2 separate regions of the Oryctolagus cuniculus genome follow, and region 1 is linked to region 2. Evidence: chromatin contacts called from public Micro-C data. All regions are on one chromosome and are shown on one strand. The core of a region is the stretch at or near the end of the contact, and the rest is flanking DNA. Distances in the headings are between cores, read along the strand shown. Region 1 overlaps DIDO1 (death inducer-obliterator 1). Region 2 holds the start of BHLHE23 (basic helix-loop-helix family member e23).

Evidence for each region. Hi-C and Micro-C count contacts between places; a contact is called where the count stands out from the background.
Region 1: a contact with region 2 is called in a Micro-C map of ear pinna, with 2.5 times the contacts expected there. The contact joins the enhancer-like site here to the promoter of BHLHE23 in region 2. A contact is called at or near these places in 2 of 6 Hi-C or Micro-C datasets (ear pinna and an unstated tissue).

The regions. Positions count from the first base shown.
Region 1 is chr11:732,394-737,502 of mOryCun1.1, reverse strand. It overlaps DIDO1 (death inducer-obliterator 1), which reads right to left. Exons shown (of 17, transcript XM_051829427.2): 8 at 389-851; 9 at 146-305. Among named protein-coding and RNA genes, the nearest start is that of TCFL5, 19 kb to the left of the region's middle. Within about 2 kb of position 3,397, at least 1 of the 8 cell types and tissues checked has an H3K27ac peak or open chromatin away from gene starts, as enhancers often do. A contact at or near this core is called in ear pinna, where this site is marked.
Region 2 is chr11:659,908-664,958 of mOryCun1.1, reverse strand. It overlaps BHLHE23 (basic helix-loop-helix family member e23), which reads right to left and starts at 3,530. Exons shown (of 1, transcript XM_051829422.2): 1 at 1,152-3,530. The coding sequence starts at 3,135. The coding sequence ends at 2,473.

The sequences.
Region 1 (5,109 bases), core at 2,148-4,647, 73 kb before region 2:
CCGCGACGCAGCCACAGCTTTGCTTTGCAGGCAGTGACGCGGCGCCCTGGGGTCTGAGCGTGGTGCAGCGAGTGACCGAGGGAGCCAGTGAGGCCACCGACGGGCCCAGAAGGCCCTGCGGCGTCCGTGCCGGGCGAGCACACACCTGGTTCTTGGGGTCCTTCAGATTGAACATGATACTGCGGTACTTGCTCTTGTAGCGGTTGTCTGTGACCTGGAACAAGCCAAACATCTCCTTCTCGATGTGCAGCGCGACCTTGCCCACCTCACTCTCCGTCATGATCAAGTCGTCGCTGTCATTCACCCTGAGCAGAGAGAGCACAGGCGTTACCTTCTCGCGCCGCGGGGCCGCCTGGAACCCAGCACACCGCACAGGACGGCAGCCCACCTCTTCCACAGAATCTCCTTCAAGGAGCGCCTTATGTTCTGCCGTATTTGTGAATTTGGCTGGGACGGTGCAGGGCTCGCGGCTCCGAGGCGTCCGGCGGCCGGAGAGGCTGCCGATGCGGAAGTCGCCGCAGGCTTCCTGACGGCTCCCGCCAGAGCAGCACCCGGTGCCTTCTTGGAGGCGGCCGTCGCAGGGACGGCTGTGGGTCCCGCCTGCTTGGCAGCTGAGGCGCCGCCCGAGGGAGTGGCCGAGAGCCACGGTCTCTTGGGGATGGCGCCCTTGCAGCCAGAGGGTGCCTTTTTAATGACTGGCCTGGCGGCCACCATGCCACCAAGAGGAGACTTCTTTGGGAGGAGACTCCTGGGCGCTGTCTGTCTGCTCGCCGAGGAACCTGGGAGGGCCGTCTTCTTGGAGGCTGCTGCCGTCGTCACTTTCTCCTCCACTCTTCTGTCTTCTTTCACAGCTAGAACAGAGCAGGAGGCACGTGAGAAAGGGCGCTGGCGTGGCCAGCAAGTGCACACGAGGCACGCTCGATGGGACAAACTTAAAATACAGGAGAGCATGGTTCAGGGCTGCCAGGAGTGGTCACGCGACCACACTGCTGCAGAGCACGCAGGGCGGCGGTCTAGCGCAGTGGCCCAGACGCTGACCGGGGCACCTGCACTGCAGCCCCCTGCTCGTGTGCACCCTGGAAGGCAGCAGGGGTGGCTCGAGCCGCAGGTTTCTGTCTCCCACCTGGGGACCTGGATTCAGTCCCTGGCTCCTGTAGGCTGTGAGCATCTGGGACCGCGAACGTAAATGCTTTCCTTCACTGCACTGACGCTCTCACCTCGGCTGACCAGCCAAGCAGCAGAGGCTGCACCTAACCATGAGCTGAGCGATCAAGCTCAAGGACAAAGTCCAGTGCCACAAGAGGCTGCACGGAGAATGGCACTTTGACCATTAAGTGCGCAGGTGAGATCCTCGGCAAACTTGCACTTGGAAGCCTTCCCAGGAAGGGCAAACGCACGTCCTCTGAGGGACCCAGGAGGCCTCGCACTGGCTCAGCCAGCAGGAGACGAGGCCGCCGCCGGCATGGAAAGGGGACAGGAATGTGCGACACGGGGAAGCCACACCAAGTGCCGGGCCAAGAACGCAACGATGCCGCTGCATCCCCTCCCAGTCACAACGCTGCACTGTGACTCAACGCGGCGTGTGTCGTTCGTCCTCAGCGCCAACAGGGCTGTGGCCCAAAGCTCAGCAGAAAGGCCAGTCTCTGCATGTCCGCACCTGACAGAGGCCATCCCCACCTGACCAGACCACCGGAGTCCACGCAGCAGCGCCACGAGCTCTGGGCGGTGGGAGTCCCTGGGCTTCAGGGACCAGCACCAGCCTTCCCTCTGGCACCCCACGTGCCCCGGAGATGCCCTCTCACCCAGGAGTTAAGAACAAATGAACCCTCACTCCTCTCCCATTGCTTGTGTTCACCATCCCCAAAGAGTCCCAGAAACCTGGGAAAGAGCTGAGACCCCGTCTGTGAGGGCCTGAGTGGAAAACCTGCCCTCCTGAAGAGCTGCTCCCGGGGTCCCCGCAGGCCACAGCCTTGCCACCGGCCTGGTTGTGCGGGCAGGGGGCTGGCTGTCAGCCCCTCCCTGGCAGCCTGAGCACCGTCACCACACAGCACCAGGCCTGCGAGCCACACATTTCCCGCACTTCACAAGGTTCCTTAACAAAACCTGCACTAGCACTACTCGGGAGGTGGGGGCAGGCATCACCAGGTCTTGTGCTTTTTCCTAAATACCATCCCACTGGCAATGCACCAAGGCAAGCCCACCGCTGCCAGCAGGTACAGTCCCATCTCACACCCCCAACACCAGTGAGGGGCCAGTGCATGGGCTGCCTTGCCCTCTCCCACTTCCATTGCCTGGGGGTGAACCCACACCCCCAACTGCTGTCTCTCCAAGTGCAGCACCCCTTTTTGGAGCTGGGTTTTTACACGGTGGGCACTATAAAGCCATGACAATGCCTGGCAAAGCAGAATAATGGGACACCCATCCCCCACACACAGGGCTCAGCAGGTCACAGGCCCCTCAAAGCTGGGTGCCCAAGCTATTTCTCAGGGTGGCGGGGGGACTCTGGACCTCAGTATGCCCACTCACTTCTGACGTGCAGATTTCGCTCCAAGGCAGCAGCACCTAGCAGAGAGGATGCCCGAGTTCCAGCTATAGGGACCCCCGAAGGCCTTGCTCTCGGAGGGCAGGGGCGCATGTCTGCAGCAAGGACAGGGCTGTGCCCCGGGAATGAACTGGCCAGCTCAAAGCTGAGGCCAGAGCGCATCCAGTCCCTGCTGCTCTGAGCGCAGAGCCAGGGCCTCAACAGGACACCCCGAGCGTCACACACAGGATGCTGCGCCACGCGACCCAAGGCCAACCTCCAGGGCATTACACTCTCGTATCAGAAACTTAATTCCACACGTCAACACTGCTTCTCCCAACCCCAGGTCTAGATGAGCCATCCACGGAGACCAGAGCTTCCACTGATGTATGTCCTCCCTCTTGGGGGAAATCCAAGTCTAGACGTTACCTTTAGGACTTCCCCAACACAAGGCTGAGTCACCCGTCCTGGAGCCCAACCGCCCTCCGTGAAACCAGCCGCTCCTATACCGTCTCTCTGTCGCCCCCTACTGCCACTCCCGATACACCACTGAGCTGATTAGGTAAATGAACTTGGCAACAGCCTCCCAGATTGGTGGACTCCAGCTAGCTGGTCTGCTGGTATCTGCCACGCAGCAAACACGTCTGAAGAGCGTGTGACACGCTGGAAGTCCTGCCCAGCTGCTCGGGCCAGGGCTGAGTGCTCTTCCTCCTACAGCAGGGGCAGCACGGCCAGGGCTGGGCCTGGCTTGGCCTCTGCTCAAAGGACAACGATTTTCAAATGCTGTTAACCCAAATCTGCAACTTCTTGACTCTAGTTCGCTCTTCAGTGTGTTGTGCAGGCCAGCCCTGCTGCTGCCCTCCCTCCCTCCCAGGCCTGCCTGGCGAGGCAGCTCAGCCCTCAGCAGCCACAGGAGGAAGTGTATCCAGGCAGGCAACACCATGGAACTTGGAGCAAGCTTGCTGTGGCCGTGTCTGTGAGGGAAACTGTTTGCGCCTGGCCTTGGTGTGCCGGGATAAGCCAGCAGGCTCCAATTGGCCGGCTTTCCTGAAACAGGAAACCAGGAGTCGGGCCTGGGAAGGCTGGCGCTGCAGCAGCACCAGTCACTGGGTGGCACTAGTGGGCCTCCACCAAGACCCCGTGCACCAGCCCAGGGGGACTGCAGCACCGAGAGGGTTTCAGACGCCCCTCCCCTCCTCGCTGGACAGCTTCCCAGGGACAAAGGAGCTGCAGCCTCCAGCCAGGGCTCTCCCATCGGAAACAGTGCCTCAGGCCAAAACCCAGGACTCTGCCCCCTGCGCTAGCTGCTCCGTGTGAAAGATCAAGGTGACAGCACCCAGAGAAAACAGCTTCTCTGTCTGTCTCAGAGGTAGAGAGCTACTGCCTTGTCGGACTGACTCCTTGAGGAGGAAGCAACACTGCACGGAGCGATGCTTCTGCAGCTGCCGGCAGCCGTGTGAGCAGCACCCACGGCCAGGTCGCGCTCCCTCGCAGCTGTGCAGTCCCTGGTCTCCCGGGGCAGACGACCTCGTGGCACGAGCTCCACATACAGCACTCTCAGCTACGACTCGCGCTGGGTTGGTCACACACAAAGAATTCATCAAATGACACTTCAGGGTGGACCACCAGGATGTGACGTGGAGGGGCCACAGGCAGGGGAGCACTCGCTGTCACTTAGTTGTCTGCTGGCTGCGCACGGCTGTGCCCAGCTTCCAGACCAACACTCACTGGGAGGGGAGTCGCTGCTGTCCTGAGCCACCCGGCTGCTTCCGCAAGCGCATGTCTTAGTGGAGGTTTGTCCGCGCCTGCACTGTGCCCTACTTGAAGCCCGTGACAAGGCCACAACCCTCCCCTTGAAGGCCCACAGGGTCACACTCAGTGTAAGCTTCAAGGCTGATGGCACCCAGATCACAGCTGGCTACCGCTCACAGTCTTCCTGCTGGAAACTTCAGGTTTGCAGCGTGTCCAACCTTCGTTTAAATGACAGCTGGGGCGTCACTGTGGTGTAGACAAAGCCACCACCTGGTGCCAGTTCCAGTCCTGGTGCTCTTTGCTAATGAACATGGGAAAGCAGCCAGAGTGTGGGAGACCTGGGAGATGCTCCTGGCTTCAGCCTGGTCCAGCCCTGGCCATTGCAGCCATCTGGGGAGCCAGCCAGCCGATGGAAGACTGTCTGCCTTTCAAATAAATTAAAAAATGGGACAGGCACTGTGGTGAACCAGGTAAAGCCACCGCCTGCAGTGCCGGCATCCCATATGGGCACCTGTTTTGAGTCCCACTGCTCCACTTCCAACCCAGCTCTCTTTGGCATGGGAAAGCAGAAGATGGCCCAATCCTTGAGCCCTGCACCAGTATAGACCTGGAAGAAGCTCCTGGCTTTGGATCGGCCCAGCTCCAGCTGCTGTGGCCACTTGGGGAGGGAACCAGTGGATGGAAGACCCCTCTCCACCTCTCTGTAACTCTGCCTTTCAAATATATAATCAAAAAAATTAAACATAGTAGGGACCAGCATTGTAGCATAGCGGCTAAAGCCACTGCCTGCAGTGCTGGTTCAAGTCCCGGCTGCTCCACTTCCACTCCAGCTCTCT
Region 2 (5,051 bases), core at 2,281-4,780:
GCAGGGTCTGTGAGCTGCTCCAGCGGCAGCCTGCCCCTTGCCTGTTCAACAGCGGAGGCGACCCTGGCCCCACAGGGGTGAGGGAGACCCAAGGCCACCTCCCGGGATCCCCCTTCAAGCCTGCTGCCCCCTGTGCTTGGGTGTGGTTGGCCAATGTGAGGCTGGACCACTTGTGGAGCCAGCAGGCACGCGGCTGCCACCCCGCCGATGGAGGCTGTCGGCCTCGGCTGCACCGAGACAGAGCGGGGAGCCCGGCCTGGGAGAGGAGCAAGTGCGAGCAGCCTCTGGGACTCCTGGGGCGGCGGGCGTCTCCTGGGAACCCACCGAGGGCCCTTGGGGGTGTTTTCTGCAGCGGCCTGGACGCGACCTGGACGGAGCCGGGCCGTGCGCAGGGCCCGTGTGGGTTCTGCAGCCTTGGAACCAGCAAGGGTGCAAGGTCGCATCCACGTCGTGAAGTCGGCTGATGCTGAGACGCCGCCGCCTGGGGCTGCCGGGACAAATACGAGCTAACACTGAAAACCGACTTCACCTGCTTTTATTCAGCGTCTACGAGGCCGCTAGGGAAGTTGAAAGGTAAGCCCCCTCTCCTGTCGGCACGGCGAACGCTGGCCCACAGGGCGGGGGTGTCCCCACAGCCCAGAGGCTGCCTTGCACGCAGCACGGCCTGCACATCCAGGCCCGGGGGGAAAGGGCGGGGAGCGGGTCCAGTGGGCAGCCTCATCCCAGCTGCCCCAAAGCCCTCTCCCGTTTAGCTCTCTCCCTGGTGTTGCCGAAACGCTGGCTCCCAGCGGCTTGGTGGATGCGTGGTGACGAAGGGCTCTGTGGGCACCTGCAGGAGCACCCAGCCGTGGTGCAGAGGCAGCCAGGCCCCCAGGCGCTTGCAGTCGGCACACCGGCACGAGGGGGGGGGTGTCTCCGAGCAGGAAGCCGGCGGCGTAGACCCGAGCCACGGCACGGACCGACCTCACGGCTCTCCACAAGCAGATGCCGCGGGGTTGCACAGCCAGCGGCTCTAGGAGGGGCCAGCTGCTGGGAACACACTCCGCCCCAGCCAAGGGCACACAGGACAGCGGGCAAACAGCTCTGCGTGTGGGTGCGTCGGGGAAGAGGTTCTGCGGAGGGGGCGGCTTCTTGCCACACAGGGAGGGGACAGCCTCCGCCCCTCAGCTTCCTCCGCCGAGCCGTGAGCTCCCAGAGCCCGGGTCTGGTGTAGAAGCGGGCGGGGGAGGCGACACTGAAGCTGTGAATCAGTCACAAATGCACACTATGGAATTCGCTATTGAGATTTAATTGTATCACTTTTGAAAAATAAGTTGAAAGCCAGTGCTTTCTTCCGAATATAAATGCGCCAAACACTCGGGATTCGAGGAGAAGTGACGACCGAGCTGCTAGTTTGATAAGCAGCTTGCAGAACTGAACCCAGCTCCCTGCCCCTGCCCCGCCTCAGCCACCGGGGCCGCAGGTGCAGACGCCGCCTGGAGAAAGCAGAGCCACACCGGGCGAGGTCGTCCCGGGCAGGTTCACCCCGGGGCAGGTTCACCGCGCTTCAAAAGGGCTCTGAGCCGCCCTCACGCACACGAAGCGCTCTGGCCCCTGCGGCCGCATTAGCGCAGCAGAGCTCCGGTTCCTGGAGCTTCGGCTCAAGCCCCGGACAGCTCCTCCCGGGCCACGGAGGCGGGCCCGGCTGCGCCAAGCGACAGATCCCACACCGACCCTAGAGGAGACGCCGCCACCGCCGGTACTCACCATGGCCCGGCCTCCTTCCCAGAAATGCGGGGCGGTTGGTGGGAGGGGGCTTTCTGTGGTCCCTGGACTGGACCTGGCCCTCCGCGGACCCTCCAGGGCCAAGCGGGCGCGGGGCACAGGACCCTCGTGCATGGCCCCTCAGGAGGAGGACGCGCCAAGCGGGGTCCCCGCAGCTCCAGGTAGGGGAGTCCGGGCGGATTAGGGGGAAGTCCCGCAGGCTTCAGGACGCAAATGCAGGCTTGGAAAAGCCCGAGGCGCTCCCCCTCCCGCGTCTCCCGCATCCTGCGCAGCTCCTTCCCGGGATCGGGTCCGGCGCACCGCGGCCACGCAGGTGTCTGGCGACGCGGGCCGTGCTCTGTGCCCGCTCAGTCCGCGCGCCCCACGCCGTCGTTAGACCGGGCCACCCTCCGGGTCTTCTCCTGGGCGGTGGGCGGCGGTGCCCCAAGGCGCACGTCGAACCTCTCGCCGCCCGCAACGTTTCCCCCCTCCCCGCAACGCCCAGCGGATATGGGGAGGGGTGCCCAGCGGCCGCGAGTTCCCGGGCGCGGATTCCGGAGCCCGGAGCTCCGGCTGCGTCCAGTGTGCCTGGGCGGGCCGCTCGCTCCCCGCCGCCCCTAATCGTCGGTCGCGCAGCTGTTGGAAGCGAGGTCGGCGGCCACCTCCGGGCCTGGGTGCGGCGACGGCCACCGGGGAAGCGCAAACGCGAGGGCGGGCACGCCGGCGCCATCACGGCTTCTGGGCGCAGTGTTTGCAGAGCGCCGAGGGCGCCCCGGAGAAAGCGGAGCACTTGTCCGGGCAGGGCCCCAGCGCGGCGCCCGCCGAGAACGGGTACACGGCGGCGGCCTGGCCGAAGGGCGCCAGGGGCGCCGCGGCGACGGGCGCGGCCAGGCCCTGGCCCTGGTTGAGGTAGGCCACCAGGCGCCGCATCTCGTCCAGCGCCTGCGCCTGCATGAGGATGTAGTTCTTGGCCAGCAGCAGCGTGGCGATCTTGGACAGCTTGCGCACCGACGGGCTGTGCGCGTAGGGGATCACGGCCCGCAGCCCGTCCAGCGCGTCGTTGAGGTCGTGCATGCGGCGCCGCTCGCGCGCGTTGATGCTGAGCCGCAGCGAGCGCTGCTCCCGGGGCCGCCGCCGCGCGTCCGCCGCGCCCCCGGGCCCGCGCCGCCGCCGCCGCCGCTCGAAGGCGTCGTCGTCGCCGCTCTGCTCGCCGCTGCTCTCGGCCGGGGCGCGCGGCGCGGGCGCCGCGGGGAGGTCGCCGCCCGGGCCCGGCGCGCAGTAGCCGCGGGCCGCCTCGGGCCCCCGGGCCGCCCCGTAGGCCAGGCCCGCCGCCGTGTAGCCGTGGCTCAGCGCCAGGTACGCGTCCCCCGACAGCGATTTGAGTTCGGCCATGGCCCCGCTCTGCGGGCGCGTCCCGCGCTCTGCCGGTCCCGGAGCCTCAGCGCCGGCCTCGCGTCCTCCCCTCCCCGCCGCGGCGCCAGGGCCCGGCCCGGGGGCGGGCTTTAGCTCCCCTCCGCCCCCGCTTCGCGTTTAAGCCGCGGAGGCGCCCCCTGGGACCTCGCGGCCGCCCAATCAGAGGGGCGCTGGCCACGGCCTCTGCCCCGAGCGCGCGGATCGAGCGGCCTCGCGGGCTCCTCGCCTGCCTCGCCGCGTCCCCCGGGGCCGCCGCCTCAAAACGCTCGCGTCCCCAGGGCGCTCCCGCGTCGCTCGGCCTGGTCCCCGCCAGCCCGGAGCGGGAAGCCAGCAGCACCCGGGACGCCGCGGACGCTGCGGGCGCGCAGCGCGGGACAGGTGCGTGCTCAGTGGGGTGATTGGAGGTGGGGCTGGGGCTGCGGGATCCAGCTCTTTGTAATTTCGGTGAAAGGGCCGCCCGGCCCGGCGCCTCCCCAGGCCTCCTCTTGGGGAGCAGGGCTCTGTGGCTCGGGGTGGGGCACACCTGGGGCTGGGAGACTGGGGTGGGTCCCCTACCCCTGGCTTGTGTCGCACCCCTGAACTCCCTGCAGGGGCCCCGCGCGGCATCAGCCAGGTTCCTGGTGTGGATTTTGAGATCCATCCCCTCCTCCCACCCCTGCCCCTTGTGGAACACCACCCGGTGAGGGTGGGCGGAGTCCCTGGAGAGGGAGGCGGGGACTAGAGCCCAGCTGCCTGACAGGTGGAGCGAAGTGGGGGCTTCTCCCCGGGGGAGTGGAGGCTAGACCCCGCCTGAGACCCTGCTCTTTGTCACCCTGCTCCCAGAGTCCCCAGGGTGCCACCCCCCTCAGCCCTTCCTGGAGAGGCAGTGGGGTGGTGAGTGCGCACCGGGCATGGGCCACCCCTCTCAGAGTCAGGGGACAAAAGGGAGCTGGGGGCTTCCCCCAGAGGCGGCACCTCTACCCGCCCCCTGTGGGACCCTGGCACAGCCCCTCGGCCCCTCATCCTCCGGGTGCCCCCGGGAGAGGACAGCAGAGGGAGGGGACCTGTGTGGTGCTGCTTCTTTGTGCGAGGTGAGCAGGTGTCTGGCGCACAGGTGTGGAGTGGGTGGATGAGCTGTGTGCGTTGGAAGGTTCTGGAAGCCCAGCAGTGTCTGGCACCCAGGGAGTCCTGCAGGTGGGCAGTGCAGGGAGACGGGAGCTTGAGATCGGGCCTTGCTCCCGGCCTCAAGAGAAACGAGCCGGCCAGGAGGGCAGGGCCAGCGCGTGCAGGGCCCTGCTTGAGATGTGAGAGAGACAGCCTCCCGGGTGCCTGCTGGGCTGCTGTGCGGGTGGGCAGTTGGTGGAGTGCTGGGTGTGGAGGCTGTGGCTGTTGGCCAGGTCTGCTGGGTGGGTGGGTGGCCGCTGGGCCAAGGGGCCAGGTGGGGGCTGTGGAGGGACAGCAGAGCCGGGTGGGGCCTGCAGGACCACTGGAGCCACGACAGGGCAGGGCCTTTACTGGAAGAGCAGGAGGCTGGGGAAGTGCTCCGATGCCCTGTGGGGGGGCGCTTCCCCCAGCTCTCCCTCCAGGGCAGGGCCTGGCTCTGGACTGGCTGGGTGCCTTCCGCCAGTTAGTCCACGACCTTGGAGGGGCAGAGGGCTGGGTGGGCCCGGGTGGGCGTCCCAGGGCGGGGCCTCCCTGATGCCGGCAGCGTTGGGCCCCCCTACAAGTCTTGAAGTGAAGCCCCGGCCAGCTGCAGGGAGAGGCGGCCTTTTTGGTCTGATGGCGCCCCCTGCTGGCTGCCTGGGAGATTGCGCCCGGCGGGCGTGGTGGAGGGACCAGGCTGCCCCTGCGTTCTACTGAGGCGTGGTCACCGCGGGTGCCGTCCAGTGCGCACCTGGCCCCGGAGGTGTCTGCCC